2 separate regions of the Mus musculus genome follow, and region 2 is linked to region 1. The links are chromatin contacts, called in public promoter capture Hi-C maps. All regions are on one chromosome and are shown on one strand. Each heading gives the region's core, a stretch centred on a gene start, on an enhancer-like site or on the middle of the called end of the contact. The rest is flanking DNA. Distances are from core to core; before and after follow the strand shown. Region 1 holds the start of Tfap2e (transcription factor AP-2, epsilon). Region 2 holds the start of Col8a2 (collagen, type VIII, alpha 2).

What was found. Promoter capture Hi-C pulls out the DNA fragments that hold promoters and counts their contacts.
Region 2: a contact with region 1 is called in a promoter capture Hi-C map of embryonic stem cells, with 5 read pairs. The contact joins the promoter of Col8a2 here to the promoter of Tfap2e in region 1. A contact is called at or near these places in 4 of 39 promoter capture datasets (embryonic stem cells and liver).

What each region holds. Positions count from the first base shown.
Region 1 is chr4:126,733,132-126,738,550 of GRCm38.p6, reverse strand. It overlaps Tfap2e (transcription factor AP-2, epsilon), which reads left to right and starts at 2,282. Exons shown (of 7, transcript NM_198960.2): 1 at 2,282-2,586; 2 at 2,899-3,381; 3 at 3,900-3,951. The coding sequence starts at 2,560.
Region 2 is chr4:126,284,568-126,289,986 of GRCm38.p6, reverse strand. It overlaps Col8a2 (collagen, type VIII, alpha 2), which reads right to left and starts at 3,193. Exons shown (of 4, transcript NM_199473.2): 1 at 3,057-3,193.

The sequences.
Region 1 (5,419 bases), core at 1,033-3,532:
GGAGGGTCCTCAAGCTAGGTCCAGGCATCATTCGCATCCCTCATCGTGGTTTCTGGACCTTCCCCACAGGAGTCTACCAACTTGTGAGCAATGCACTGACATCTATCTCTGAGACTCATTTCAGACGTCTCACGACTGAGGTCAAGGGTCTAGGGTGAGGGAAGCAGGCACAGACATGGATAACAAACACACACTCACACCAGATCTTAGATGCATCCTGAGGAGGAAAGCTGCACAGCTGTGGATAACAAAGTCAAACTCACACCAGATCTTAGATCTGTCCTGAAGAGAAAGGCTTCACAGCTGCCCCCATCTGCCTCCCCCGCCATCATAGCTGCTGGTTCCGGCCTCTGGGAAGCTCTCAGGGATGAATCCTCGGATACTAGCTAGTTTCATCCTCTCCTCACAGCCCCCACAGCCCCATCCCATGTGTCATGGCTGAAAGAAATCCAGCCTCGGCTTCGTTCTAGCCATGTGCCATCTAGAACATAGGTTAATGTTCTAATCTCTCAATGGTATCACTTTTACCTTCTCATCTGTTTCTTCACCAGAAAGAAACAGAAGGTGGCAGCGATTCCTCTCCACTAGTTTTTGTTGCAGAAACAGAACTTGGAGAGGAAGCCAGACTTGTCCAGAATTACACAGCCTCTGAGGAGTGAGACTAAATTTTAAATGCCTGAGTCCAAGACAGGAAAGAATAATGATCCTGAGAACAGAGAAGGGCCACCCCAGCACTGCCACTGAACTAGTTGTTTGACCATAGGCCAGTAAGTCACCTAGCCTCTCTGTGCCTTGTTCCTCACTTGAAAATGAGGGTGACAAAGGACTTGGTGAGTTAGGAGACTCCATATTAACGGTGTGTGGTGAGTGGGCACCGTGACCATTTCTATCCCCTCCCTATTTTCAACATGAAAAAGAAAACATCTTTCTGCTTTTTATTAAGATTTATTTATTTTATGTGAGTATATTTTTGCTGTCTTCAGACACACCAGAAGAGGGCATATGATCTCATTACAGATGGTTGTGAGCCACCACATGGCGGCTGGGAATTGAACTCGGGATCTGTGGAAGAGCAGTCAGTGCTCTTAACCACTGAGCCATCTCTCCAGCCCTCTGCTTTTTAAATTCTCATTGTCATTAGGATTTCTCTCACTTGCCTTTTCTTAATCCCCATCTCTGCTTCTTAGGACAGACGGGTTAAATTTTGGAAGAAAGAAAAGGGATTGGTAGTGGTCATTAGGGCATGTTTGACAGAGAGAAAGAGAGAGAGAGAGAGAGAGAGAGAGAGAGAGCACCTGCCATGGTGATGGTGACACACAAATGCGTAGACTGTGCCTAGGTGTGACAATGCACCCCTTCCACCCTGTGTCAGTATTTTGGCCTCTTCTTAAGTGCAGATCATGCCAGACTCCTACTCTCTGTGCCTAGGTGGTGTCCTCAGCATCCAAGGATCCTGGCTTGGCATTGAGGATTACCAGCTTAGAAAGTCTGAGAGAAGTCAGCATTTTCAGAGCGTTTTTTGGATCCAAAACCATGAAAGAGAGGTTGCTAACACCCCCTCTCTCATTCTCTCTCTCTCTCTCTCTCTCTCTCTCTCTCTCTCTCTCTCACACACACACACACACACACACACGCACACACACACTGACACAAGTATGCACATAAACTGATGGGCTTGAGTTTGCCACTCACCGGTGTATTCCACACTCACCCTTGGGTGGTCAGAGAAAAGACCATTTAACAGGGAAGAAAGCTGATACCAGAAACAAGGAATGCTTTGCTCAAACTCAAAGGCGAACGCGTACATTTGTTTAAGCATTAATTTTAAAAGATTTAGAAGGGAGTGGCGAGATCGTTTATTGGGTTAATTCATTGACCACGAAGCCTCAAGACCTGAGTTCGAACCTTCAGGACCCACAGGATGGAAGCAAATAACTGACTACTGCAAGTTGTCCTCTGACCCGCACATCGGGCACACGGGTGAGCCCTTCCACTAAATAAGTTAATGTAATAAGCAAATGTAAAGAGAAAATTCACAGACCCGAGCGAACACAGACCCCTGAGTTGCATTCCAGCCTCGAATCCCATTTGATCGCAGCTGCAAGCTTGGAGGCCAGAAGGAGCTCACATCAGCTGGACTCGAATTCATTCACTCCTCACCCCACCGGTTCCCACCAGAGCCACGCCTCCCTTTCCGCAGCCAAGGGAAAAGGCTGAGATAGGCCATAGCTTGTCTCTTTAATGCGCGCCCCCAGAGGCCCGAGCGCGCCCCCGCCGCTATAACTAGAGTGCATGGAGCAGGCTGAGCTCAGAGGGCGGGCGCTGGGCACCCGTTGCCCGACTTTTTTCCAAGTGCCATCAGCTCCCGTCTGGCCCATTTCCATGGACGCTCCCGCAGGCGTCCCCCGCTGAGTACCCCGTACCTTCTGGACTCCCGGCAGACTTACCCCCAGCTTCCAGACGGTGATCCCCGTGGGCTGTAAGGGCTCCCGGCTCTCGCCTCGCCGTCGAACGAGGGCTGTGTCTCCGCCACACCTCACGCCCCACACTACCCGCCCCATGTTGGTGCACACATACTCCGCCATGGTGAGTAGACTCGGGTCCCGGGCACACTGGGCAGAGGGCATCGAGGAGCCTGGCTGCTGAAGCCTCCAAACCTTCTGCCCCCCACCCCCGCGCCAACGAAATCGCGAAGGTAGGGGACCGTAGGGCCTCTTGGCAGCCCAGGAAGTGGTGGCAGAGACCCGTACGTGGTTGGTCTCCAGCCTGGGGCCGCGGCGCCCGCGGGGCCAACGCCGGTGGACAGCTGCAGGACACCCGCGAGCTGGAGGGGACCTGGCGGGCTGGTGTCTTTTCGGCCGCTCATGGGTCACCTAACGCACGCCTCCCCTTCTGCAGGAGCGCCCCGACGGGCTGGGCGCAGCGGCTGGCGGGACCCGCCTGTCGTCCCTGCCCCAGGCGGCCTACGGGCCCGCGCCGCCACTGTGTCACACTCCCGCCGCCTCTGCCACCGCGGACTATCATCCTCCTTACTTCCCGCCGCCCTACCCTCAGGCGCCGCTGCCCTACGGCCAGGGTCCCGACGCCACCGCTGCCTTTCCGCACCTCGCCGCTGACCCCTACGGCGGCCTAGCGCCCCTGGCGCAGCCGCAGCCCCCGCAGGCCGCCTGGGCCGCACCCCGTGCGGCCGCCCGCGCCCACGACGAGCCGCCGGGCCTGCTGGCGCCACCCGCCCGCGCTCTGGGTCTCGACCCGCGCCGAGACTACGCCGCCGCGGTTCCCCGGCTCCTGCACAGCCTGGCCGACGGCGCGCACGGCCTGGCCGATGCTCCCCTCGGTCTTCCAGGATTGGCGGAGCCGCCCGGTCTGGAGGAATTGCAGGTAAGCCCAGAGTGAGCCACGGTGGGTCCCGATGGGCAGCGATTTAGCATCCTGGCTGGAAACAAAAAAGTAACAAAAGTAGGAGCCCGGCTCTTCTCCCAGGTGCAACTTTCCATCTCTGCCGCTAACAGGGAGTCTTCCGTTAGATGCTGTCTGGCCAAAAGATGGCCTCGAACTGTGCCTGGGTGGCAGCAGCCCTCGTGGAATCACTTCTTTCTCTCCCCACTGTAGGGTTGAGCCATGGTGGGCATCCATACCCAGTCCCAGTCCGCAGGGGCAACCTGGGCCGGGGTTAGGAGAGGCACAGGAGTGGTCTATCTAAGGCAAGGCAATCATCCAGGCAGTGCTGCAGCTTAGACGCATATGGTGCTGAGCCCAGGCTATTCCTGGTCACGCCTGTCCCCCGGTAGCCGCCTCAGGCAGCCGGTGGTACGCGTAGGGCGGAGCAGACATGGACTAGGGGTAGCTGGGCGACTAGGTCCATACGGACCCTCACTGCCATCCTCTTCTATTTGCAGGCGATAGATGACCCTGGAATGAGCCTCCTGGACCAATCGGTGATCAAGAAAGGTAAGGAATGGTGTGCGACTTCCAGGGCAGAGTCAGGCCCTGGGTGCTCAGACCCATTTTCTTTCTCCCTGGCTGTTGTTTCCTGTGCGTCGCCCGGCTGCGTGGCCACGGAACATCCTTCCTCGCCCAGGAGAGAGGCCATGGCGCTAGCTGGATAATTTGACTCAGGACTTTGCCGCCTGAGGTGGGCTCGCACTACCTAGGCTGCAGCTGCTTGGCCTCTCCTCTCTGAAGGAAGGGCGTTCTTGTGGATCTGGAGTCGATTTGCAGAACGAGTTAAACCACTTCCCTGTTTCCTAAGAAATGGGAAAGGGAGCACTGTTGCCACAGATTTTGTTCAATGGTTTCCACTTTTATTGAGCTTTAACATTTTGGAGCCTGGCAAATGCTTTCTGTTCCTTTCTTCTCAGCAGACCGGGGCGGGGAGGGAGGTGCTTCCATTTCCCCTCACCTCCCAGGGCAGAGGATTTTCTTTAAAAGCATTTAGGATTAGAAGAGATGACTAGCTTGGGACGGGCTGTGTGCTCCTGGAAAGGTCTGCTGCTTCCAGGACTGTCTGTGTCTCTGAGCTTAGGGTCCTGTGCACACTCTATGTTCCTTTTCTAGGCAGCAGTGTTTCTTGGGGTGTGTTTGCTGCTGTGACTGTATTCGTGATTTGTATCTGTGGGTGTTGTGATATAGTTTCTATTTGGGGGCTTCTCTGAATACCTAACGTGTGTTCTGGAATTTGTCGTTTGGTATTTGAGGTGTTCTAAGAATGTGAGGGCCTCTCCTTGGTCCGTTGGTTGTTGTTGCTGCTGCTGTTGTTGTTTGCCTCCATATTTGTTTGTCTTTTGAATTAGTCAAAGGCAGGAGTGGGAGACACCCCTTGAGTAGAGTTAGTAGAGTTTTGGGTCTGAAGACCGAGTTCTAACCATGCCTAGGAAAGGTAAGACAGAGGCAAATTAGACAGAAGCAGAGACCCAGACCTTGGGCAAGCTTCTTAGAATTGGGGTGGGTGCCCAAAGGAATTCAGAGGCTCATGGGAGCCTGTAGCGCCCAAGGGCAGGCACACCTCCCGCAGGATTTGGCTGGAGCTGTTTTTCAAACAAGTGAATTCAAGCCCAGGCTGTTTGCCCTGCCTAGGTTCTCAGGGGAGGCTTGTGGTGGGAGTGGAGCTGGTACAAGGGGCTGGACTTCCAGAACTAGAGCTAGGTATGGAGTTCAGGAGATTAGCGAACACACCTCCCAGAACTTGGTGAGGGATGTCTCCAGGAATCTGGGACTCTCAGGGAGTACAGGGAAGAAGAGGCCCATGACCCACCTCACCAGCGCATTGCTAGCTGCACTTTGTTGGGTTCCTGAACAGCTCTTGTTTTGACCCAGTCGAAGGGAAAGTTGGATTTGCCACTGGGCTCTTTGCAAATCCTCCAGATTCTGGCTCCTGTCCAGGCTTAAGGGCAGAGAACCCAGGTTCATTGACTCCCTA
Region 2 (5,419 bases), core at 1,944-4,443, 450 kb after region 1:
TCTACTCTCTAAGAACAGACACACCCGTCCATCCTCGTGGGAATGCTTAATCTCTCAGTCAAAGCTCCTGAAGAATCTGCATGATACGAGGTCAGTACGTCTATGCTTCATGATCCAAGCAGGGAGGTGGCAGAGGTGGCGGCCATACTGTTCAGAAAGTTCTAGGAGTTACTTGTATGACAAAGGTACCTGGGACCACCGCTCCCTCACTTTCCCGCAGGTTAAAAAAAAATTAGTCCCAGAAGGGGAGTTTGACAATAGGGAAACTGAGGCACAGAGACAGGCAGTGCCAGTGCCAACTCTTGAACCTGCGTATCTCTTCACTAGAGATCTGCTGTCTATACCTTTCCTACTCTGGAGATGATCAGAGAACAGAGAGATCTAAAATTCTCTCTCAGAGAGCGTGGCTTCCCTTGGGCACGTGTGCGTGTGTGCGTGTGCGTGAGTGCGTGTGTGTGTGTGTGTGTGTGTGTGTGTGTGTGTGCACTTTCTGGCCTTTTAGATGTCCCCTGGCTTCTGTCCACACTCAGTGCCTTTTAGAGACAACCCCCAACTCATGGCTATACCCAGCTCCAGTTCCCAATCATTATAGTTTAGGAAGCCAATCTCATGCGTCCTGTGAGGACAGGACACAGTGCTGCAGTGCCTGTCCTCACAGCCTGGCCTCTACTGATCCCATAATAGATGAGTATATCCTTCCTTTCCTTTCCTTTCCTTTCCTTTCCTTTCCTTTCCTTTCCTTTCCTTTCCTTTCCTTTCCTTTCCTTTCCTTTCCTTTCCTTTTTCCTTTTCTTTTCTTGGCTTTTTGAGACAGGGTTTCTCTGTGTAGCCCTGGCTGTCCTGGAACTTGCTCTGTAGACCAAACCAGCCTTGAACTCACAGGGATCCACCTGCCTCTGCCTCCCAAGTGCTGGGATTAAAGGCATGCGCCACCACTGCCCCCCGCCCCCAGATGGGTACATCTTTATCAATGCCTCCTCTCGTCCCCATGGCAACCACTTCACTTAGCTACCTGTCTCCTTACACTGTCTGGCCTCCGCCAAGATCTCCCTACCTAGAAGAAGAATGGGTCCCTTCATGTTTAGCAAGGAACAGCCAGTCACTCCCAGTCTGTGCCACTAGGCAACTCACACCCGGGTCTCTAGATAATAACCTAAGAACCCTGACTTCAAAACAGTATGGTCCCTCAACTCCCTACTGTGTGACCCAATGGAAGGAAACTCTCCTTATCGTGGAAAGCCTTACAGAGTTACCTCAGATCCTCCTCTCGCCATACTCGTAGCCCTGCCTGCAACTGGTTTGTACAGTACCTCCCTTCCTTGTGTGCCTCAATGGGCACCCAGAGCCCATAGGTGCACTCCACACGAGAGATGTTGGTGCCTCTGTTTCATCCACCCGACTCTGTAAGAGCCTCAGGACCTGCTCCTCTGAGCCGCCACTTCCCTACAAAGAGGCCCATGCCTGTCACTGAGGATCTGGAGTAAGCTTCGGGCCAGCGGGGCAGGGAAGTTGGACTCACATCCTTTGGTCTGGCTGGGGCCCAGAGCGGGGAAGCAGTGGGGTTTGGGGGCTTGGGCTGACAGCCGGGTTTGGTATCTTTTCCCTCCCTCTTGCTAAAAGACGCATTCCCTTCCCTCCTTTCTTTCCCTTCCTCTGGGCCAAAGTGGAACCGCTCATGTGCACAGGGGTAGACGAAGTGAAACCGGAGAGACCCCAGTGAGCATGTAGAGTGTGAACCGGTGCGTGTGTACAACTATCCTGTGGAAGTATGTCTGGCTGGACCACATGGGGGCTTGCTGTGTGTCTGTTGGAGACCGCGTGTGCACATGCGTGTCATTGCTTTAGCGTTTGTGGTAAGAGTGTGGTCCTGTGTGTCTAATGAGTCTTTCCTCAGTGTGTGATTATATGTGAGTCTCAGTGGGAGGGAGCGCGGCTGTATGTGACTTATCTTTTTAGAGGGCTCTGTGTATCCATGTCTCCATCTGTATTCATCAGATCAAGGGGAGGCCAGACTCCCCACCAAGACCACCAGCTCTCTTTGTGACCCCCCCCCCCCACACACACACACTCCTCCCCGGCGGGGGTGGATCCCTTTGCTCAGGCCAGTGAGGATCCGCTATCCCTACTGAGAGACCCTATCTGCACACCCTCCAGCATCTCTGTCCTCCCCGCCCCCAGCTTCCATGGCAGGCAAGTGAAGGAAGACTTCTGGGCTGGCAGGGTACCCTGAAAGGTCAGATGCATTTCTGTGTGAGGAGTCTAGGCTGTTCTCCCGGACAAAGTGTTTCTAGCAGATATGCGCGAGTGTACACACACACACACACACACACACACACACACACACACACTCCAAGCAAACTCAGATCCCTCCCTCCTGGGTGCAACTCCAGAGGTCTTCTGGCTGATAGCTGTTCTCTATCTCAGAGCCTCCTGGGCTCAGTGTGGGGGAGACACCGGAAAGCTATTCCAAGGACCTGGGACCCCAGCCACTTTTGGTCAGACACAACCTCCTCAGTCCCTACAAGTCTCAATGGGCGTGGGGGTGCAGAGCCTCTGGCAGAAACATTCCTCAGAGCCTGTCTTCAGTGTCGGTAGATGTTGCCAGGTTACTCCAAATAGAAAGAACTTGGGGGTAGAGACAGAAAACCAAGTAACTTGGAGGTCGCAGGAGAATCAGAAATGGCAGAAAGATGGGGAGAGAAGGTAAGGTAGACGTTGATGCTCCCTTCACCTCCCCTTCTCTCCTCAACCTCACCTCGAAGGCAATTTTGCTATTCCCGTTTTTTTACAGGTGAAGCGAAGTAACATACCCGGAGCCACTGTCCAGTGTTGGAGAGGGAGGAAAGGGAGGAAACAGGGAGCTCTATCTTCGTTACGTCCAGGGGACGGGTGAGCACCCCCTCATCCTCCGGCCACCCCCCAGCGCTAGTCGCCTCCAGGTCCTGTCCTCGCACTGGGGCCTGAGGCACAGCGCCCCGTCGGGGCTGGACACCTGGCTGCATCCGGCCCTCGGGGCCCCCACCAGCCCAAAACCCCGCAATGCTGCCCGCCTTTACCTGCAGGGCGGCCTCCGGGCGGCGCTCCGGCGCTCGAGGGCGACCCGGATGGCGCAGGCTCGGGGCCAGGGCGTCGTCGGGGTCCGCACCGCCAGAACTCCGCGTCGCTCTGCCCGCTGCCCCGCTGCCCCGCGCCCCGGCCGAGTGGGCGGGCGGCGGGAGGGGCGCGGTGGGGCGGGGCCTCCGCCTTGCTCTTTCCACAGCCACAGCCAAGGGTGCGCGCCCCGCCCGTCCGCAGCGCAGCGGGCTAGCAGCCTCTGAGCTCCGCGGACCCCTGCCCTAGACGGCTGCAGGAGACAACGGCGCTGCAAAGAGGGTGGGGCGCACGGAGTGGTCCATGGGGCACTATTCATAAGGAATCCACATAAGACTCAAGACTCCCCCGACACGGTGACCTAGGTTGAGCTAGGAGGACTCAGCGGGAAGGAAAGGAGGTCTTGAGGGTCTGGTGAGCTGAGCTGGTGTAGTGAACACAGGCAGGCAAGGGCCTTACTGAAGTTGGTTAGATGTTACCTTCAGGGAAATGGGGAGCCATGGAGATCTCTGGAGTGACCAGATCTGTACTTTGAAAGAGCCAGGTCGCTGCTGCACAGGTAACAGAGAGGGCCACGGGGAGTCCTGGGATGGTCCAAACATTTAGACATGCATTTTGGAAGGAAGGTCATCCCAGAGAGGAGCTGCAGCAATGAAATGGACAGGATTTGGGGGCTGGGGAGAGGCGTCTTAAAAGAGGGGAGGGAGAGACACATGCCTTTCATCCCTTTCATCCCAGCACTCAGGAGGCAGAGGCAGGCAGATCTCTGAGTTCTAAGCCAGCTATGGTCTATATTAGTGAGTTCTAGGAAAGCCAAGACTACATAGATCTTGTGTGCTGGCTAGTTTTATGTCAACTTGACACAAACTAGAGTTATGTGACAGGAGGGAACCTCAATTGAAAAAAAATGCCTCCATAAAATCCAACTGCAAGGCATTTTCTTAGTTAGTGATTCGTGATGGAGGACCCAACCCATTTTTGGTGGAGACCATCCCTGGGCTGGTGGTCTTGAGTTCTATATGAAAGCAGGCAGAAACCAGTGGTGGTGGTACCAGCAGCGGCAGCTGCACTGGCACATGCCTTTAATCTCAGCACTAAGGAGGCTGGAGCAGGTAGATCTCTGTGAGTTCAAGGCCAGCCTGGTCCACAGAGTTCCAAGATAGACAGGATTACACAGAGAAACCCTGTCTAGTAAAACAAACATAAAAGGAGGAGGAGGAGGAGGAGGAGGAGGAGGAGAAGAAGAAGAAGAAGAAGAAGAAGAAGAAGAAGAAGAAGAAGAAGAAGAAGAAGAAGAAGAAAAGAGAAGAGAAAAGAAAAGAAAAAGAAAGGAAGGAAGGAAGGAAGGAAGGAAGGAAGGAAGGAAGGAAGAAAGAAAGAAAGAAAGAAAGAAAGAAAGAAAGAAAGAAAGAAAGAAAGAAAGAAAGAAAGAAAGAAAACATCATGAGCAAACCTTAGGGAGTGGGGGCCGGGCGTGGTGGCACACGCCTTTAATCTCAGCACTTGGGAGGCAGAGGCAGGCAGATTTCTGAGTTCGAGGCCAGCCTGGTCTACAGAGTGAGTTCCAGGACAGCTAGAGCTACACAGAGAAACCCTGTCACGAAAAACCAACCAACCAAACAAACAAAAAAACAACCACCACCACCAACAAAACCAAACCATAGGGAGCAAACCAGTAAAGTAAGCAGTACCCCCCGTGGCTTCTGCATCAGCTCCTGTCTCCGGGTTCCTGCCTTGTTTTAGTTTCAGCCTTGACTTCTCTGAGTGAGTGATGGGCTGTCACCTGGAAATATAAACTGAAATAAATCCTCTCCAAGTTGCTTTGGTAATGGTATTTCATCACTGCAACAGAAACCCTAAGACACCCCGTATCAAAAAAAAAAAAAAAAAAAAGAAAGAAAGAAAAACAGAGAGAGAGAGAGAGAGAGAGAGAGAGAGAGAGAGAGAGAGAGAAAGGTGTCTGGGGTTTCTGGTTAGTGGCCTGGGAATGGTAAAGCCCAGGAAGGTATCTGGGGAGCGATGGGAGTCTGTGGCACTTCCAAGGATCCAAGAGGGAAATAGAACCTATGGGCTTACAGTGCTTGTTGGGACCTGCAGAAGCTGGGGGAACAACCCCAGCCCCAGCCCCAGGACACAGCATGGGTCACCTGCATCCACCCAGACAGAAGAGGGACTTGCAAAGCCCTGAGAGGTGCGGCTGAGGCAGGAAACCAAGAGCCAGGAGAACAATAGTCTCAAAGCCAGTGTTTTTCTAGACTGCTAAAGAGACCCACTGGGGCAGGCAGGTCTCACAGAAAAGTGGCCCTTTCAGCTACAGGCAGGTGGTTAG